Linked DNA regions of Xenopus tropicalis: region 2 is linked to region 1. A link is a contact called in public Hi-C data. All regions are on one chromosome and are shown on one strand. The core of a region is the stretch at or near the end of the contact, and the rest is flanking DNA. Distances in the headings are between cores, read along the strand shown. Region 1 has its middle 94 kb from the start of mn1. Region 2 holds the start of mn1 (meningioma (disrupted in balanced translocation) 1).

Region 1 (4,407 bases), core at 1,075-3,574:
GCTGATACCTGTATCTGAATAACTCGTAAGAAGCGCATTCTGTGGTCTAACTGAGATGCTGAAAGTTAAACAGCCAACCACAGCCAAACCGCCACTTAATTATGTGGTTTATGTGTGTTTGTTTCTTTTATATATTCTCTCTTATTTTCCCAGGCTATGTGGGGAGAATTGGGAATCTGGAATAATGATTGGCTCTTTTCTGAGTGTTTTGGAAATGCATGAATTATGTTCCTATTGAAAAATATCCAGTATTTGTGTATTCGCCTTCCAATAGAAAAAAAAAAAGATAGACACATTTTAAAATGATAACATATTAAGATAAATATACTGGCACCTAAAATATTGCTGTGTACAAATGTGAAAGTCAACTCACTGCGACATGTGTAACAGGCTTGCAGCTAATTACTGTACAGCGCCGGGTCCAACGTTTCTTTTTTTTTTTTTTTGTTAACCGGACTCGGATCATATGGTTGATGATTGCATAACTCCATAATGAAGTGCTTTCCCAACAGCTGTCAGAATGTGGCAATGGTTTTATGGAGACACAATCCAGATTGTTTTGAATGGAAAAGCCATGTGACCTTGGTTTCCTGTTCAGCACTCAGGTATAGGAAGCAATTGTTGCTTGTTAAACCAAAAATAACTTGCATTTGCCCGGCTCATTATAAACTCGTTTAGACTTTTTCTGTGTACAACATTTTTAAAATATATATGTTTTAAAATCACATGTTATTGCTTTGCTTTATTTAATTCGGGAATCTGCCTAAAACGTAAATAACACCATACAATTGTCTTAACAGAAATATTTTCCAACCCAGTTATAGAGCATTTGCAGATAAAAACTTGGATCTTTAGCAAAACAAATGCTGTAAAATAAACTCTGTGAATTTAAAACAAACATTGGGAACTGTACTAATGATCCTTAAAGTAAATTCTAACAGCTTGACCTGTTCTGTTTGGTTTACAACTGCTTTACATAACACAATTACACTGTACAGTTTACACAGTTTTTATTTTTCTAGCCTAAACATTACCACATAAGGGCTAACCATTCTTTGGATGAGCAGAAAATAGACCATTATACAATGTGTGCTTTTATAATTTCTGTTGGACTTCCTCCGCTCTTCTCTTTTTTCCTTAAGTAGTGGACCAATTATCTGACTGACGACACATTTATCCAAATAAAGATGCCATCTAAAGATGCCTATGGAGCCCATTGGAATGCAGGCCATAAGTATGCCTTTGAAGGATGCATATTTGACCCATAAGCCTCCAGTTAGATAGCCCTGTTTTAATCTATAGATCTCTTACATAAACTGACAAATTTCTTAGAAAAAAATTTGATTCTGCTCTTTTTCCTCAAATCATACTACGCAATTTAAAAAGCAGTGAATAATTTAGATGGCATATATAGACCTTTTTATCTGACAAGCTCCTCTTTCATGTGAGCTCCATACTATTGTTTTTTTCTAGAAATGCCAGAATGTAATTAGAAAGAATGACTGTGGTCAATTTGGGCTCTTACTGTCATCTGTACATTTAAGAAACTCTATAGTAACCACAATCAGAAATACCATGGTACTCAGCTAGAGACATAAACAGAGAATGGAATAGTAGGGAAGATTACAGAATGATATGGTGCTGTGCTTTTGATTCACTCAATGTAAAAAGTTACATATAAGTCCTATAAAAGTTGTTAGAAATGTGTTAGTATAACTAAGTCGGCACAAAAACCTCTTTCTATAGAAAAGTCGCCTATCCCAGTGGTATTTGTAGCTGCCATTTTGGCATGCCTGGACAGGCCTAGACTGGCAATCTGTGTACTCCAGAGGGGTTGCTATGGGCAGTCTTTATTTAATTGCCTGGGGGGGGGGGTTGTGTACTTAAAATGCCAGGGCAATTTAAATCCCAATCTGGGCCTGGAAGTAGATTAGTGCCAGTCACCATGGACTGGAGTGGCCATTATTCTTCTATAGAAACTGGTTTCCTAGTAATATTGATACATTCCCACTCCATTCAGTGTCCACTAATTATGCAATCCACATGTGTAATTAAATACAAACCTTCTCTCTTTTAACATGCTCTTAAAACTTTGCTTTCTTTAATGTTACTACAGGCAACTGATCAGAGAAAATATTTTTTGCAATACAATGGTCTGGTAGATAGCATTGCTGCCTTGCAGTTCTGTTAGAGTTGTAACCTTAGTTTTATCTGCATGGTTGCTGGAAGTGCTACAGTGTCTGTTGGTACTTAGTTACTGTTCAATAGAAGGTCACAAAATCAGTATTAAACGAGAAACAAAATAGCTTTGGGGCTAGGCCTAGAAGAAAGGACAGCCTGGGGAGGTTTAAAAACAAAGGACTTTTCTTGTGCAGACTCCCAAGGTGGTGTCAATAGGTAAAAAGCCCTAAAGACCACTATTTAAGAGAAGATTCCAGCATTAAAGCATGTTTGACTGAACTTTAGAGCCACCTATAGTTGGGATATAAGTTAACAATGCTCCTAATGTGAGTTCTGTATATGCAAAGGGTACAATGCAAGAAGAAGCATTCTGAAAACAGAACATATTCACATTCCTCGTGCTATACACACAGCACTGCCTTAAACCTGAAATGAGAGGCCTTAACACTTTTTAAGGAATTGTGGGTAAAGATGTACAAATAACCATTTATGTCCTTGTAGCCAATTATTCATCCAGAACCCTTAGTTTTTTTTAAGTACAGATACAACCTAATAATTCAGAGCCATAAATACAAACTTGCAGACAGCCTGTTTTAATCTGTATGATCTCATCATAAGTACAAGATATTGAGCCAAGGCTTGTAAGGGGTAGGACTTGGAGTGCAACCAAACAAAAACCTTTAAAGTTAAAGTGAGAAGGGCCAAAAGGAGCTAAAAAGTCCTTCTTTTATATTTGAAAATACAACGCAACAAACTTTATTGTAGTGGTTTTGTTGCTCTTTTTGGCTCTTTTCACTCTAACCCTAGATTTTTCTGAACATCTGAACAAATATGTTAATATTGTTTAACCACCATTATTAATTTTACATTTTTCCCTTAAAGTTACTGATCTTTAAAATAATTATGATTATTGTAGCTTCTATGCTATGTTTGAAATACGGTTATCAATTGTCACTTCTAGTAAGTATAGCCAGATAGCATAACTCACTGATATTATACACCAGTAGGTAAGTCAAAAGACACAAAGATAAAAACATTTCTCGCATTGACCTGAATACAGTGTTTTCTCAAAGAATATCAGCTACAGAGTTCAGAAGACTGGAAGAGATGAAGGGCACTAAATTTACTTTATGGCAAGATATCCAACAAAGAAAACATATTAGTACTTGGAGGGCAAGGCGCTGAGTGCACAAAACAGGGGCAATACACCATGCTTTTTCTCCACAATTCTACTCACCCCACTCTTTGTTCCTATTGTGAATGGTTCTTTCACCTGATGTTGGTACATTGCTCATTGTCCCCATGAAAGGGGTGGCACATGGTGTGTCATGGGCATTTCTGTGCCTCTTACCTGTGTGTACCTCTGTGCCATTGTGCTCACAAGGAACATCTGTGAATGCAAGCACCCATCAACTCACATTATGCATTTGCACATTTTGTATAATATATAGTAAATATATATTTTTGCATAATAAATAAGCCCTGCTGTTCATTCACAACAAATCATATAACATAATTCATACTAGTACTTTAATCCTTTTTAAAAATTTCTAATCAATAATTTATATTTTCTTAATCAAAAAATACTTTTGATAGTATAGTATTAACAACACTCCTCCATACATCTGAATCATGTGAGCCAAAGAAACATAGAAACACTGAATTTGAAAAGAGCCAACTGGCCCTTTAGTTTCCCACTTTTATGAAACTAGCAACATATTTTCAAATGCATTGCTTTTTGTGTGCCATCAAAAATGTGGAGGAACTGAAACTTTATTACCAAAGTAGATTAGTGTCAACAGCTAACATCACTATCAATCTTCAAGCCGCACAAAAAGTGAAAACTGAAAACAATGTTCATAAAAATAACGCTGGGCCCAGTCTGCAGCTAAATACTGTAGCTCATGTGAGTTGACAAGGAATTGATTACCACCTCTATAAATCAGTTCACTACATAAAATGGAATCTTTGTGCAATATTTCAACATTTATTCTTCAAGCTTGTTAAACTTACACATTCTTTAAAGCTTTTTCTATAAATCATCCAATCTACTAAATGAGATGTAGCAATTACTGATGTTTGACAACAATGTTAATAATTTGAAGGTGGATGTTTTACCAACTGGATTAGCTTTTGGGGCTGATGAACTGTTTTTTTTTTTGCTTACCGAAGACAAAAGTGAATGAACTAAATACATATTAATTATTAATAAATATTTTGTGATTG
Region 2 (4,040 bases), core at 1,433-3,932, 94 kb before region 1:
GGTTTAGGTATTTCCGATTCAGTGCAACATTAATATGAGGAGTACACAATGGAACCACAAATCTTTGACCTAAGCTACATGTTTCCCATGTTTCCTCATTTCTCCCCCCCCTCATAATGGGGGGTATTTTTTTCCACATCACTCAAATCCCATGGAATATGTGTAAGTGATCATGGAGCAGGCGGGACTTCTGTACAGTAAGTAAGATGATGGAGATAAATATTTCATAAAGAACAGAGCAGATATTAAATTGCCCTTATTGATTTCCGCATTAGAGCGGTCCCACTCTTAGCTGCACCAGACTAATTGATCTTTAAAGGAGACTTGATTTGCTGTAAACCCAGTTAGCATCCTAAACTAAGCAGCAGCATATTTCAAATTTTAACAGTTAGATAAACACAAAAGCAAATATAACAGTGAGCCCCAGAATTACCTACTATGCCACATGATCAATGAGAAGGGCTCCTGGAGCAAAGGGGAAGCAAACTGGTTTCATACAGAACAGCTGAGCACTTGTAATGGGACGTTCCACATGCAGTTTCCAGCCCATGTGCATCTGTGGCAGTTAGATCGGCAAACACGTCATTCCGCGAGTAATATATGGCATTCCGATACACATATATATGCAGGTCATTATCAGCCTAATGTAAACACTAGCCCAACTATCTCTTCTCTTCAAGTGCTTGGATCCATTACAATCTACTTACTGCTATCTTGCCATCTCTCCTCCTTATATGCAATGTACAATGTACATTATAATCACTGCCACAGAACTCTCTATGGACTTGTATTGTTTCTCTCCAATAGATAGATAGATAGATAGATAGATAGATAGATAGATAGATAGATAGATAATATATAGAAATATAGGTTGATAGATAAATGATAGACAGATAGATATATATATAGATGATAAATATTAGATATTGATGATAGACAGATAAATAGATAGATGATAAATAGAGAGATGATATAGATGGATGATAGATATTATAGATGCTGATAGATAGATGATATAGATGATGGATATAGATAAATAGATGATAGATAGATGATGATAGATAGATAGATAGATGATAGATAGATAGATAGATGATAGATAGATAGATAGCTAGACAGATGATAGACAGATAGATGATAGATAGATAGATAGATAGATAGATAGATAGATAGATAGATGATAGATAGATAGATGATAGACAGATAGATGTAGATAGATAGATATATAGATAGATAGATATATAGATAGATAGATGATAGATAGATATTTGTGTGTGTGTTTGGTGGTGTGTATGAGTGACAACCCAACCCGCATTCCTTTAGATGTTATTTCATTGTAGCATGCCAGCACAGCATGCTGGGAATTATAGTCCAAAAGCAGGTGAGGGTGCAGGTAGTAGAGTGCCACTGTCACATACACCCAAAGTGGCCTTTGTTCTAAGAAAACCCCAATGAGCTCTGTACAAGGCCAGGCCAGTGTGAGTAGTTAGAGTGGGTGCCCAGAGAGTCCCCCCCCCCCCCAATAATCACATTGCTTTCTCCTGCCACTTCCCTCATGTGAGTTCCATGAAGGGGGAGCCCCTAACAAAAGGATACTGCGTTGCTGCTAGATAGATAGGGCTTCTCTCTGCCTCTCTCTGTGTCTCTCCCAGGCAGCAGCTGCGCTTACACAAACAGGGCATGGCAGTGTGAGGAGAGGCAGGCGGCCAGGGTCGCTCTCACCAACCTATATTGTTATATGATGGAAATAAATGCCAGATCCGTCTCCCTCTCCCTCACTGCTCTAATGTGGAAGGAGCACCTTAAGTGTTAGCCGCGCCCCCCCTGCCGCACATTGGCTGCCAGCGAATGCGAGGAATTGATTGCCGCGGCCGCTGCTGCTCTATGCAAAACTTGTTGCTGCTGCTGCTGCTGCTGTGTCGGGCTGGGTGAGCGGCGAGGGGACAGCCGGGACCTCACACTCAAATCCTCCTGCCGGGGTGAGAGGGGGGGCAGATCCTGGCTCCGCTTCTGTGCTGAGAAGCCCCGACTGCTTGATCGCGAACAAAGGGACAAAGCTGAATACTGAGCTGCCGGCTTGCTGGATACGGAGGCACCACAAGTGGCTATAGAGATCCGGAGCAGTCAGAGCCTTAGGGACAGCATCTGAGCTCCGGGGACTGCAGGAGCCTGGGCTCCGGGCACGCCGGCACTTTGCGCTGTGTAGTGGAAGCGGGCAGAGATCCCAGGCGCTGGTGGTTGCAGATGACACTCAGTAGGGTGACACCATGCCAGAGGTGGGGGCGCTGAAACTTGCAGCCAGTTGGAGGGGAGCCCACCTACTGATAAGGCAATAGGAAGACTTCTTCATTCACATTCCCCTTCTGACCCGGGACAGTCCTGCCCATGTGGATATGCGACCCTAGCCAAGGGCATCGGATTTGCACGGACTAAGGTATCTGCAGAACTTTTGTTGATTTGCCTACTTTGGGCCAATTGGGGCGATTTCTTGGATGTGTTTGTGGTTTGGGGAGAGCGGCTGTTGCATTGGCTCTTCATGAGATCGCAATAAGAAAATGTTGACTTGTGATCTCACAGCCCAGGCCCTATCAGATTACAAAATGTGAGCTCATCTGAGAGAGCTCCGCACACAACATCGCTCCACTTCTTCCACTTGTGTTTGTGGCTCCGCACACTGTGCATGAATTCCGCCACAGCCCGCACTCCTGCCTGCCACTGCGACAAGCGACTGCGATAGCACCAGTAGCGGGACGAGCTGCTGCCATGCCTTATTGATCGCTTGGGAATTATGTTTGGGCTGGAGCAGTTTGAGCCGCAGATCAATAGCAGAAGCGCTGGCCAAGGAGAGAGAAACTTTACTCAGCCCGGGATGAATATGAGCTCACATTTTAAAAACGCTGCGTTTCATTCTGCGGGGGCACCGGGCGCTGTGGATTCTGCCATGGGAGCGTTGAACGAGCCTTCTATGTTAGGCATGAACCTCAATCTAAACGGAGAGCCTTATGGCTACCATGCTAGGGGACAATCAGACATCCACCCTGGAGGAATGCAGCCACAACCTGTCCATGGGTTCTTTAACAATCAGCATAATCCTCACCATGGGCACCCCAACTCGCACCAGCATCACCCTCACTTCAGTGGCAACTTTAATGGACCTGATGCCACTGCCTCCTGCTTGCATGGTGGTCGTTTCATGGGCTACAACAACAATATTGGCAACCAACAAGCCTTTGGTGAGGGCTATGAGCAGATAGCAGAGAATCCATCAGGAGAGGGATTTGTACAGCAGAGGTCAGGTAATATCTCAGAATTTCAACACCCCAACTCTACTGCTAGTAACCATGCTGTCCCCGCACCTTGCCTTCCCCTAGACCAGTCTCCTAACCGGGCTTCTTCTTTTCACGGGCTCCCTACATCCTCCACCTCTGATTCTCACAACCAAGAACAAAGGAGAATTCACAACCAAGGAGGTGTTGAACCTCTGGAATACAATTATCCCAGCGATAACCCTTCAGGACACTTTGAGGTACCTGTGTTCTCTCCATCAGATTCAGATGGCCATTATGGAGCTGGAAGGCAGGTCCCCAGCGGCAGTTTCCCTGGTACATCTGTGTTACCTAGACCTCCTGGCTTAGTGGGAATGGGTAAAGTTCACCCACAACAGCAGCATGGTGTCTTTTTTGAGCGATTTAACAATGCACGGAAAATGTCAGTGGGCATGGATCCTGCAGTCAATGCCAGACATCCCTTGCTGCAACAACAGCAGACTGGCTTACTTGCAAGGCAAAACTCTTGCCCACCCGCAATCACCAGGCAACAGCAAACAGAAGCCAATACCTCCAACCCAAACTTACAGGACAATGGACCAGTAATGCAAAGCCAACATGCACAGTTTGAATACCCCATTCATCGACTTGAGAATAGGAATATGCACCCATATTCTGAATCCGTGTTCAGTATGCAACAAGCACCTCCACAGCAACCTCCAAATCAAAGATTGCAACATTTTGATGCTCCCTATATGAATGTTACTAAAAGGC

The links. A called contact is a pair of places that touch in the nucleus more often than the background predicts.
Region 2: a Hi-C map of neurula embryo shows a contact between it and region 1, with 2.7 times the contacts expected there. The contact joins the promoter of mn1 here to the enhancer-like site in region 1. A contact is called at or near these places in 2 of 5 Hi-C or Micro-C datasets (gastrula embryo and neurula embryo).

What each region holds. Positions count from the first base shown.
Region 1 is chr1:149,944,723-149,949,129 of UCB_Xtro_10.0, reverse strand. No RefSeq gene overlaps it. Among named protein-coding and RNA genes, the nearest start is that of mn1, 94 kb to the left of the region's middle. Within about 2 kb of position 2,324, at least 2 of the 11 cell types and tissues checked have an H3K27ac peak or open chromatin away from gene starts, as enhancers often do. A contact at or near this core is called in gastrula embryo and neurula embryo, where this site is marked.
Region 2 is chr1:150,039,427-150,043,466 of UCB_Xtro_10.0, reverse strand. mn1 (meningioma (disrupted in balanced translocation) 1) reads left to right here and starts at 2,682. Exons shown (of 2, transcript NM_001100202.1): 1 at 2,682-4,040. The coding sequence starts at 2,789.